2 separate regions of the Mus musculus genome follow, and region 1 is linked to region 2. Evidence: chromatin contacts called from public HiChIP or PLAC-seq data. All regions are on one chromosome and are shown on one strand. The core of a region is the stretch at or near the end of the contact, and the rest is flanking DNA. Distances in the headings are between cores, read along the strand shown. Region 1 overlaps Syngr1 (synaptogyrin 1). Region 2 holds the start of Cbx7 (chromobox 7).

Region 1 (5,468 bases), core at 956-3,455, 170 kb before region 2:
GGCTGGTGAACTGTGCTTGCCCCTACTGTGCTCATACAAGCAACTTTAAATGCAAAGACACAGGGCTATAGAGACAGCTCAGGGGTTAAGGTCTTGCTACTCTTCCAGAGGACCTGGGTACAGTTTCCACCTGTAATTCCAGCTCCCGGGGATCTGACGCCCTCTTTTGGCTTCTGTGGGCACTGCACACACACAGTACTGACACAATGTACACATACATACACATAAATAAAGCATAAAGACATGAAGGTAAGAGCTTGTTGGGAACGGTGGGGTGGGGCTTGGGGGTCGTCGGGAGAAGGAAGATGAAGGGATAACTGGGAGAAATATGGTCAAAGTACACTCTATAAACGTGACATTATGTAAGCAGCGAGGGATTGCTTCTGGCTCCCAGTTCACTCACTCTCTTGTCTCCTGTCCCTGCCTGCTCTCTTGGAAGCCAACTGCTGTGTTTCAAGATGCACCATAGAAACCCACACAGCAAGAAGCAGAGAGAAGTCTCTGGCTGGTAGACTGAAGGGAACCGAAGACTGCCATCAGCAGCCTATGGAATGGGGGTGGACTGGAACTCAACCAGCACCGTTTTTAGTAAACTTGAAATGGATGCATCCGGAGTAGAGTCATCACATGAGACCACTGCGCTGGCTGATACCGCGGCTTTAGCCTGTGAGAGACTTGGAGGCAATGGAGCCTACCTAAGCAGATTCCTGACCCACAACAACTGAGATGACAAGTGACAGCTGTTTTAAGGCCATAATTTAGGGACAATTTATTATGCCGTGATAGGTAACTAATATATAGCCGGTGTTAATGAATGTGCCTGAAGCTGCACAACTGGTAAGTGACAGAAATGGGGTCCAAACCCAGGGCACCTACCTGTCACCGTCATGCTTCCTTCCTGGATGGGGAAAGGTCAGATCTCGGAGAGACTGAAAAAGGCTTATGTGGCCTGAGGTGAGCTGGAAGCGGAAGCTGGGACAATTGCTGTTGCCCATTCCCACTCGCTGTTGCTTTGCATCTGTGTGTGTACGAATGTGTGCATGTGCACCTGTGTGTGTGCACACATGTATGTGTACCCATGTATGTGTGTGTGCACACATGTATGTATGTATAGGCCAGAAATCAATGTCAGGTCTTCCTCTGGTCCTCTCTGCCTTACTCTTAGAGAGAGGACCTCTCACTAAACTTGGAGCTCAGAGGTTCAGTTAGACTGTCTGGCTGGTGAGCTCCAGAGATCCTCCTGCCTCCCTCCACACTATTGCTACAAACTCAAGCCACCGTGCCCAACTCTCAGGTGAATAGTGGGGACTGAACTCAGGTCCTCATGCCTGCAGAGCAAAAACCTACCAACTGAGACGTCTCCTCAGCAACAACTTTCCACTTATTTAAAACTGTATTTTAGCCGGGCGTGGTGGCGCACGCCTTTAATCCCAGCACTCGGGAGGCAGAGACAGATGGATTTCTGAGTTCTAGGCTAGACTGGTCTACAAAGTGAGTTCCAGGACAGCCAGGGAGAGAAACCTTGTCTCGAAAAACCACACACACACAAAAAAAACCCAACAATAACTGTATTTTATGTGCAGTGATAATCTGTCTGTGCACCACAGTGTGCAGAACCCATAGAGGCCAGAAGAGGGCGTCAGATCGCCCTGTGAGTCACCATGTGGGTGCTGAGAGTGGAAGCTTTGCCCTCTGAAAGAGCATTTAGTGCTTTTAACTGATGCCCCCCCCCCTCCTTGTATCTTTCTATAAAGAACTGTCACTTCAGTATCAGCCTGGCATGCTCACAGCTGACACCCAGAGGATTAAAGAAACCGAGATACAGACAATGAGGGAAATCCAAGAACCATTCACACTGTTTTCTTGTCTTCTTATGTGTCACATGACAGTGGTCCGATTTAGCTATGGCCTCATGACTGCCTCGTGACATCCCCGAGGCCTCAGGGCCTGTGATGTTTGAATTTCTATTAAGTGCCTGCACTTTACACGATGCTGAAAGGTGCAGAGCGAAGCAACAGAAGGAAGACAGGCACAGGCACTTGGGGGAATTATGCAAGCTTTTCCTGAGGAAAAATGAGAGCGAGCTTGAGGCCACAGGTTCCGGACACTGAAGGAAGATTAAGCAAAGCCCACAGCCCTTTACAAGGTGGATCCTGACCCAGCCATTAAGGGAAGAACTGAAATATGCAATGAAACTAGACACAAGGGCTGGGGTGTGGGAACGGGGGAGGGGCAAGGGAGGGCAGAGGCAGAGATGTGCTAAGCACACAAGACATTCTGAGTTCCTGAGTCTTATCTCTGGTGCCCAACCTAGACACAAGGTCACATATTTTGTGTTTTGTTTTGTTTTTCTTTCTCCTTTCCTCCTTTCCTTCTGACAGGTCTCACTCACTATGTAGAAGCAGACTGGCCTTGAACTTTGAGACCCACTTGTCTCTGCCTCGAGTGCCGATTAAAGGCTTGTGCCACCATGCCACATACTTGATGTGATTTCTTCTACCGGCTGCTTTTACCACAGGCAAAACAGCGGCAGAGCAGAGCAGAAAGCAGGGGATGAGGGGGGTCGCCTGATGGGCAGAGAAGGAGATCTTTGGAAATGTGAGGCCAGCCCAGTCTAGACAGCAAGCTCCAAAATACTTAGGCCTACATAGTGAGATCCTATCTTGATTTAGGAAGAAAGGAGGGAAGGGCGAGAGGGAGGGAGGGAGGGAGAGAGGGAGGAAGGAAGGAAGGGGCTAGGTTTTTGGTGAGCCACAGGATACCACAGACCTGTCCATACAGGATATTCGGGCTCACTGGCTCTACATCTGGCTCATGAAACCCAGCAGGTGATTTAGAATGGCTCACTGACAGAAAAGGCAAACTGAGACTCACAAGGTAACCAGCCTCCAGTGGAGGGCCTGAAGTAAGGGACCAGGGGACCAGGTGGTGAGAGAGAGAGAGAGAGAGAGGCCAGCAGGTAGCCTTGCTGTACCTTGTAACATCAATATGATGGCTAAGCAACACTGAGTTCAGGCTGGTGCTCAGGGGAACAGGAGGGGAGTGGCCTATGATAGGGTTTCAAAGACTATGTCAGGGGCTCCAGGGCTACCCACACCCCAGGCAGGCAGGGCAGGCGCTGAGGGGCAGCAGCCTAGACCAAGTGCTACCTGGTCTCTGCACACTGCCATCTGCGTCTGGCAGCTACAAAGACCCAAGGCGTCTAGCAGCAAATGGCCAGGTCCTGTACGTCACCTGATGCCACCAAATCAGCAGAATGGAAGCCTTTTGACTAGATAGATTTCAGAAAAACCTGCTATGGGCTGGAGAGATGGCTCAGTGGTTAAGAGCACTGACTGCTCTTCCAAAGGTCCTGAGTTCAAATCCCAGCAACCACATGGTGGCTCACAACCATCCTTAATGAGATCTGACGCCCTCTTCTGGGGTGTCTGAAGACAGCTACAGTGTACTTACATATAATAATAAATAAATCTTAAAAAAAAAAAAAAGGAAAAGCCTGCTACAGTCAAATCTGAGGTTTGTTGTGTACTGGACAATGAACGTTCTAGAAAAAGTATCTTCTGGTGAGATGGCTCGGGGGATAAAAGCGCTTGCAGCACAAGCTTGGCGACCTGAGTTCGACTCTCAGGACCCACATAAACATCGAAGGAGAGAAACAGCTCCGCAAAATTGTCTTTGACTTCCACCTGTGCACGGTGGCACACTCGTGCGCATGCTCGCACACACACACAGGGGATGTAGTTCATTGGTAGGTCAGGTGCTAACCATCCTGGTACCTCAAAACAAAACAATACCAGCTTCTCCACATGAGGTTTGCGCCCCAGAGCAGGGCATGCCTCACAGGAATAAGAGAAAGTTCCTTTCAGATAGCTTCCCTTCCCTGGAGGCTACAGGGAAGAAGGAGCCAAGCCAGAGTACTCTTGAGCAACGCTGCCTAGGAGGTGCCTAGGAGGTGCCTAGGAGGTGCCTAGGAGGTGCTTCCTGTGGCCAGGAAATAGCACTGCAGGTGCTAGCGCAAGAGTGGGCCCCACTTCTCAAAGCAAGGAAAATGGCCTCCAAGGCTGAGAGAAGGAGCCGAGAGGGGAAGCAGGCAGGCGGAAACCTGGGCCTTGGGGAAAGCTGATGAGGAACCATCAAGATTGGGTCTCTAGGGTAAGCCAAACAGGGAGTCCTTGGAGAGGCCAGGAAAAATGTGCTGGAGACATGCGTCCCCAGGAGGGTGAGGCACAAGATCATAACACTCTCAGAAGGACAGAAATGGGAAGCCTGTGGCTCCACAGTGGCGGTGGCAGGCTCCGGCTCTGGTCAGGCACTCACCACAGGCTGTGGGCTTCTTGGTGCCTGCAACCTTGTAGAAACAGGGCATTGAGTGCAGTAAGACCTTCCTGTGGGGAGTGACCCTGTGGGGTACAAGTCTGGTCTGAGAACCCCTGCAGGGCCTTGGGTCTTTAGCTATGCAATTTCACTTGTCTGAACCCACGCTCAGGGGGAACACAACAGCCCAGGGCTTCCAATGTACTTTGAGGAATGAATGCGTGCCTGCCAGGCCCAGGCGGGGACGACCCAAGTGAGCCTCAGAGAGATGTTGGATTGATGCATAAGGGGAATAGATGCTTAGGCCGACAGCAGGAAGGTCAAGATGATCAGGGGAGGATCCTGAAGTCAGGCCCTTTGAGATGGGCTAATAAGAAGCCGGCCCCGCAGGGATCTGAGGCACACATAATCCAGGCAGAGGAATGGAAGCAGAGAGGCTGCTGTGGACCAAGGATGCAGCGGAGGTGTGGGGATAGCCGAAGCCGTCAACACAGGCTGATGGACTGTAGGGTGGCCATTGTCTTCGGGCACAGGAAGCACAGTAGTCTGAACAAGCTGGGTGACAAAACCTGGCTCTGAGTCACGGAACCCTTCTCACTGGTCCCGTTACCTCGAATGTGTCACCACCCTACAGATGGAAGGTCACGTTTGGGGTTCCTCTCTCTACAATCTGGATACATCCTGAGTTTCTAGGTATAGAGGCCGCCCCATTCACACTCTGGGGGCTCTGCTCTCCTTCAGCTATGAGCTTCCTCCCTTCCTTTCCCTGTCCTAGGCCCCCTTCCAGGCCTTCTTCCTTGGAGACTGTTCCTAGTACAGGTCACACCTCAAACTCTGTGACAGGTGCAGGAAGAACACACAAACCTCAGGGGTGTGACCGTGTCACAAACACAGATCGGCACTGCATGGGGCGGGGCCTGGGAGGTGTCTTTCTAGAGGTCAGTATTTTATTCACTTAACAGCAACTCCTGAGCACTTCATATGTATATCTTCACCACAACCGCAAGGCAGGCAAGGTCCCTGTTCACACTGATGGAGACAGATATGTACCAAAGTCCTGAAGTGCACCGGGAAGAAGCACTAAGTAGTCTAAGAGAAGACAGACTAGGTGGACAGGGGGGACCTCTGAAGAAGCGACCACTTAGCCAGGCTGC
Region 2 (5,964 bases), core at 1,853-4,352:
CTCCCGCAGCTCAGGCACTAGAGAGGAAATTTGTGGTACATTTTTTTTCCCTTGGTACCTTCACAGGGAGTGAACCATTTCCTTGGGAATAAACCATTCCCTTGTGGTTCTAATTTACTTTGATTTAAAAAAAAAAAAAAAAAAAAAAAAAGCTGGGCTTGGTGGCAATCCTGTAATCCAGAGGCTGGAGGCCAGTGACCGTCACATTCCACACTTAGCTCACCAGGGAGGGGGCCCATTAATCTTTATTCCTCATTGGAATGATTTTTTTTTTTTTTGTAAATGGCTTCCTCATATAATCAAGATTTCCAATACTCTGTAGATTCTTCACTTTTTTATCCTTGGTGTTAGCTAGTTGTATTCTCTCTCTCTCTCTCTCTCTCTCTCTCTCTCTCTCTCTTCTTGGTTATTTTTCCCAGAGGATTGTCAACACTGTTAAATCCTTTCTAAAGAAATAAAATAAAAATCCCAGCACTCTGGAGGCAGAGGCCGGCAGACTCTGTGAGTTCCAGGCCAGCCTGGTCCACAGAGTGAGTTCCAGTACAGCCAGGGCTACACAGAAACCTTGTCACTAAAAACCAAAAGAAGAAAAGAAGGAAAACTGTAGAAGCTGTAGAAAAGTCCATTAGTCAAGGTTACAAATCTCGTTAAAATTTCCGGTCTCTTACGGTCTCTTACTATTTTTCTGCTGGTCTGTTGAGGGCGGGGAGTAAACCTCTGACTCTAATTTGTGGATTCCTGTGGTTTTGTGTGTGTGTGTGTGTGTGTGTGTGTGTGTGTGTGTGTGTGTGTGTGTGTGTTCTTCCCCCACCCCTTCAGCTGTGGTGTTTTGCATGCCAATTCGAAGCCTTTCTCCTGGTAAAGCGGTCCCTTTATTTAGAAGGGGCTTCCTTTGTGTTTGTGATGCGTTTTTTCCCTCATATTTAAATGGCCCCGCCAGCGCCAGTCTCCATCCGGTTACTATCCCTCCTTTACAAACACCCCTTTCGTATTTACTTTGTGCAAACTGCATCAGCTGGGCAATTTCATGCAGCTTCATTTTTTTTTTTAATTGGCCCCAGTATTAGTTCCCTACGTTTACTGAATCACAGAACATTTGAACTTAAATCATGTGTTTATTTTTCTCTCTTCTTGCTTGGTTGCTTTTCTTGGTGTTTCTAACCTTGGCAACTTGTATTCTTAACGGATTTTTTTATTTTGCTCCGGGGTGTGTGTAAGGATATTAGAATACTTGAACTCCGCTCGCTGGGGTTACTCTGCCTCTTGTTAATTTCCCATCTTTTTTTGTGGTGGGGGTCGGGGGGGGGGACGCGGTTTCTGCCTTTTTTTTTTTTTTTGCCACCAGCGTTTTCATCGTCTCTTCCTCATTGCATCAGACCTCAGACCCCTCTGTCCTCCGCCCCACCCCCAGACTTCCCTGAGCCCTGCTTGTCTTGTTCTTGGGTTGGAATTCCCCTTAGGGATAGGGGAATTTCTAGGGTCTGTATTCGTAAATATCTTCATTGTACATTTGTTCTTAGTAGATGTTTCCATGGAATATTATAGTTCTCGGATGGTGGTAATTTTCTCTGGGGACAGGGACATGTCATCCCCTGCCTTCTGGCTTCCTTTGCACTTGATTTGAAAAAAAAAAAAAAAAAGCTCAGGTGCCAATGTAACATTCTTTTTCTCTTTTTTTTCTTCGCCAGACATAGGTGCTTAGAGTTTATTCTAAGAATAGGGAACCCCAGAATGCTTCTAAGCACTGAGTGACTCGGTCGGGTCTGGTGGTAGAAAGCGCACTGCGATCACTGGGCCCCGTGGGGGAGGGGATTGTTGCTAAGAATCCAGGCTGTGGGGGGTGGTGATGTTGAGGGGGAAGCCCTGAGTCTCCTCCAGAAGGTCAGAACAGCAGGAATTAGGAGGAAATGGGAGGAGTTGGGGACGACTCGGACCTGTCCTCAACAATGCCGAAAACTGAAAAGGCTTGGTGCTGGCTCCGGGGTGAGGACTTTTTTCCTTCCACATTTAGTTGAGGCAAACGGTCAGCAAACCAAGGGCGAGGTGGAAAAACCACTGGAGTCCAGGCTGTTGTGGGATCTGCAGACGGCAAAAGTGGGTCTCCACCTGCGACGAGGTGTTAGCAGCGCCTAGCCTGGTCCCTCAGGGAAGGGCGCTCGCGGTGCGTTTTCGCATCACCTACTAAGACTGGTTTGGGTTGATGGGTGGAAGCGTGCTTGGAGCGGGGGACTCAGAGGCACCTGTTCAGGCCTGCTTAGACTACGTACTCCGGGTGGAAAGCTTTGCTGTCTGTCCCTCCTGCCGCGCGGACCCGGCCGGACCTTGTCTCCTTTGTAGGAAAGGAAACTGGCTGTCCTAAAATTCACTGTTTTGAACAAAGTGGCCTCGAACTCATAATGATATGCCTGGCTCTACCTCCCGAGTGCTGGGATTAAAGGCATAAAGTACTACCTCCAACTTTAAAGGTTTTGTCTTATTTCTGAATAAATACTTATGTGTATGAGTGGTTGTTAGCCTGCGTGTACGTATGTGCACACTGTGTATGAGTACATCAGAGGATAGTATGGAATTCCATGGAGCCACAGTTGTGAACCATAATGTTGGAGGTGGGAACCAACCCAGGTCCTCTGAAAGAGCAGAAGTGCTATCTCTCCAATCCTTGTTTCAATGTATTTATTTGTGACAGGGTCTTACATAGCTAAGGTTGGCCTTGAACTCCTGATCTTCCTGCCTCAGCTGTCTAAATACTGAGATTACTTGCTTGCTAATCTCGGCTTTAAGGCCACTTCATTTCGGACCTTCTCAGTCTTTAGGGGGACTTGGGAAGACTGATCACGTCCAGCCCAGAAGCCGAACTGAGAGATGGGATGGACCTTAGACTGCCAGGAGCATCAGACCTGCTGCCAGCTGCCCAATTTGGTCAGCAGGCGGGGTTAAGGAGTAGGGCGTGGCTCCGGCAGCGAGGGGGCGGAGCTGACCCTCTGGGCGCTTTCAGAGGCACGCGCGCGCGCACCCGCTCTCTGGCGCTGGGGAAAACGTTGCGCAGGTTCAAAAATGGAACGTCGGCGGCGTGAGGGAACACTAGGGGGTGTGCGCGCGTGCGCGTGCGCGCCCGGACGAGCCTGACGGGGTCCCCGCCGTCCCGAGCATCGCGCGCAGCCGCCGCGGCCCCGCAGCTCCACCCCCGGCCCAGCCCGGTCCGGTCCTGGGCCCACTCGCCCGCCGCCCCGCATGGAGCTGTCAGCCATAGGCGAGCAGGTGTTTGCGGTGGAGAGCATCCGGAAGAAGCGCGTGCGGAAGGTGAGGCTGCTCGGGGGCGGCTCCCGGGACAGGGCGAGGTTGCCTCCCGCTCCTCAGCACCGCCCACTCCAGGTTGGGCAGAGCAGAAAGTGGTGCAGGGGTGACCTGGGGACCCTGGGCTGCCTGGCGGGTCTCCACATCCTGTTCCTCACTTTCCCCACCACTATGTAGGGCCAGTAGAGTTAAAGTTGTTGCCCTCGGATGTTGGTGCATCCGAGGCCACCTGGGATGGAGATGAAGATAGGACTAGAGATCCTGAGTTCTATTCCGTCTCGTTCCCTTTACGCTCACTTTCGAGGAGACTAAAGCTCAAGTTGATGAAGCAACTTGCCAGTGCGTTAGAGTCAAAGTGAGTCTCGAACTCGGCTCTCTGGATATTTAGTACCAAGTCCTTTGAAGTTGGCCGCAGAGCTTTAGGAAAGTCTCCTGTGGCCTCTGAAGTTTTCTTATTGGACTTTGACCTTCCCGATCCCAACCCCCCAGGGCACACCTTTCTTCTCCGCTCCCATTCCTCCCCTCCCCCAACCTTCCAGCCGGGTGCTGCTGCCCTGAAGCCTGGGCCACTGTTGTTGGGACATCCTCAAAGCTCCTCCCACCTCTGCCAAGGCCTTACACTTACACACACACACACACACACACACACACACACACACACACACACACACACACACACACACCCTGAGATTTAAGGAGGTGGTTTTGCCGCGCTTAGGGCCGCACACCTCAACCTGCAGTTTCCTGTCCAGACCTCAAGTCTGCGATCTTTGTGCACGTGCTTGCTGATGGGCTCTTCCCAGAGTGAACTTGGAGCTGGCCATATGCAATGAAAAGAGTTCCTGTCCTGGATCTAAGGGAGGGTCCCCTCTCCTTTTCTCCTTGCCATCTGTTTCGGAGGCTCCTGAAGCCACCTTTTTTCCATTTGGCTTAAGTGCAGGCATGAGAGTGTCTGCTGTAGCATCCTCAGCACGGGTTCCGGTGGGCCCAAGGTAGGTGGCTTGGAGCTTGGCGATCTATTGATTAGGGCTGCTTTCTTTCCTTGCTGTTTCTCGGTACTAGACTGAAGCGGGTATAGACATCATCTCCTCTAACAAGGAACAGAGAGGTGGGTCAGACAGGGGACTCATTCGCTCAACTCAGCACTCCCAAATCTCTACCGAGGCGGCAGTGTACTCTAGAGCTCAAGGCTCCCTTTTCTCTCTCAGAACTGGCTTTCTGGCAGAGGACAAGGATGCAGGATGAACGAAGGATGCAGGAGAAAGGAAAGGTGGATGCCTTTGGTGGACAAAGGCTTTTCATAAAGAGCTGTCCACTGCGTGGTGCTGGGGGGGACTCTTTGGCAAGGTGGATCAGAGAAGAGGAACTCAAAGCTCTCCCATGTTGATATTTCATCCAGTGCATGGTGCTGGATGAGACACTTAGAGACCCCTTTCCCTTGAGGCTCCAATTTCTAACAAGTGGAGGGCCTGCTGGGCTGCCTCTACCTGAGGCTTTTTTTTTTTTTTTTTGAAAGTGAGGAATCATGGTCCTGGCATGGTGGTCCTTCAGCCACCGCACAAGGCTCTACATGCACAGTCCCATGTGGTCTCAGTTTCTCTAGGATTCCAGGGATGTCTGGGACCAGATAATACTCCCGTGGGGCAGCAAGGAGGCCTGTAGGGATGTCGCATGGTAGCCAGAGTTTTGGGGGGTATTGACTCCAGGTTGACAATCTTGAGGTTCACAGGTTGGTGATACTGTGTTGTGGCAGAGGGTCCTATTGTCCCGCAGGTGGTGGTAGAGTATGTATGTCTCACCCTATCTCCTTTCTTTTTTTCACAGGGCAAAGTTGAATATCTGGTGAAGTGGAAAGGATGGCCCCCCAAGTAAGAGTCCTTTGTGTGTCCCCTGTCTGTCATCCTCTCACCAGGCTGGCCCTAGCTCCTGTTGCTTTTTTAGCAAGCATTCCTCAATCACCAGCTTTTCTAGGCCTTAATTCCCCCCTGGTAAGGGGTGGCCTCCTTATCCCCTCATCCTGCTCCCTTGCTGGCCATGAAGCAAAGGCCCTAGCATCTTGGCTTCGGAAATGGCTGCAAGCCAAGGGGAAGAGGTCCCCATGTGGGGCAGGTTCAGTGCTAGGTGAGAGGGGAACCTTGGGCAGTGGCTCCCCAGTCCTCACTGCATTCAGGGTAGGGAAAGGCAGAGCCTGGGTCATCTTGGGTTTGGATGGTGCTCCCTTGCCTACCAAGTAAGTTATCTTTTTTTTTTTTTTAATTTTATTTTATTTTTAAGTAGCTCTGATTCTGAGCTTTTCAGGTGAAGAGACAGAGTCAAAGACAATGAGCAACTTTCCTTGGGTCACACAGCCAGGGGAGGCAGAGCAGAGCCTGCTCATTTCCAGGCTTCTCTGAATTTCCAGTATTCTCTCCTAATGTTGTGGGCTAGAGAGCTAGGTTTGATACACAGCACAGCCGGTGGGCCTCTGGTGCTGAGACCTAACCAGGAGTCTCTCGCTAACCAGTCACCTCCCAGCAGAGAGTTGCTGCCGGTGAGAACAGGCTAGATATAGAACCTCTCTATTGGCTTGTGAGTGATCTGCTCTGCCTCCTGGACAACCCCTCTGCTTTCCTGATGGCTCTGACCACCTCTGGACAGGACTTTCTTCCTCTGTCTGTGTGTGGGAGGGGT

The links. HiChIP or PLAC-seq counts read pairs in DNA pulled down with a chosen protein or histone mark.
Region 1: an H3K27ac HiChIP or PLAC-seq map of microglia shows a contact between it and region 2, with 3 times the contacts expected there. The contact joins the enhancer-like site here to the promoter of Cbx7 in region 2. A contact is called at or near these places in 3 of 39 promoter capture datasets (cranial neural crest, liver and neural stem cells), 2 of 15 datasets of contacts at CTCF or cohesin (CD8 T cells and embryonic stem cells), 4 of 484 Hi-C or Micro-C datasets (the HL-1 cell line, bone marrow-derived macrophages, liver and 1 more), 25 of 115 datasets of contacts at active chromatin or transcription factors (SST interneurons, T-cell acute lymphoblastic leukemia, bone marrow-derived macrophages and 17 more) and 3 of 9 other capture datasets (adipose tissue, liver and pancreatic islet).

Annotation. Positions count from the first base shown.
Region 1 is chr15:80,102,383-80,107,850 of GRCm38.p6, reverse strand. All of the region lies in intron 1 of Syngr1 (synaptogyrin 1), which reads right to left. Among named protein-coding and RNA genes, the nearest start is that of Gm31134, 13 kb to the right of the region's middle. Within about 2 kb of position 2,205, at least 30 of the 459 cell types and tissues checked have an H3K27ac peak or open chromatin away from gene starts, as enhancers often do. A contact at or near this core is called in bone marrow-derived macrophages, embryonic stem cells, extraembryonic endoderm stem cells and 1 more, where this site is marked.
Region 2 is chr15:79,929,784-79,935,747 of GRCm38.p6, reverse strand. It overlaps Cbx7 (chromobox 7), which reads left to right and starts at 3,102. Exons shown (of 7, transcript NM_144811.3): 1 at 3,102-3,300; 2 at 5,119-5,162. The coding sequence starts at 3,232.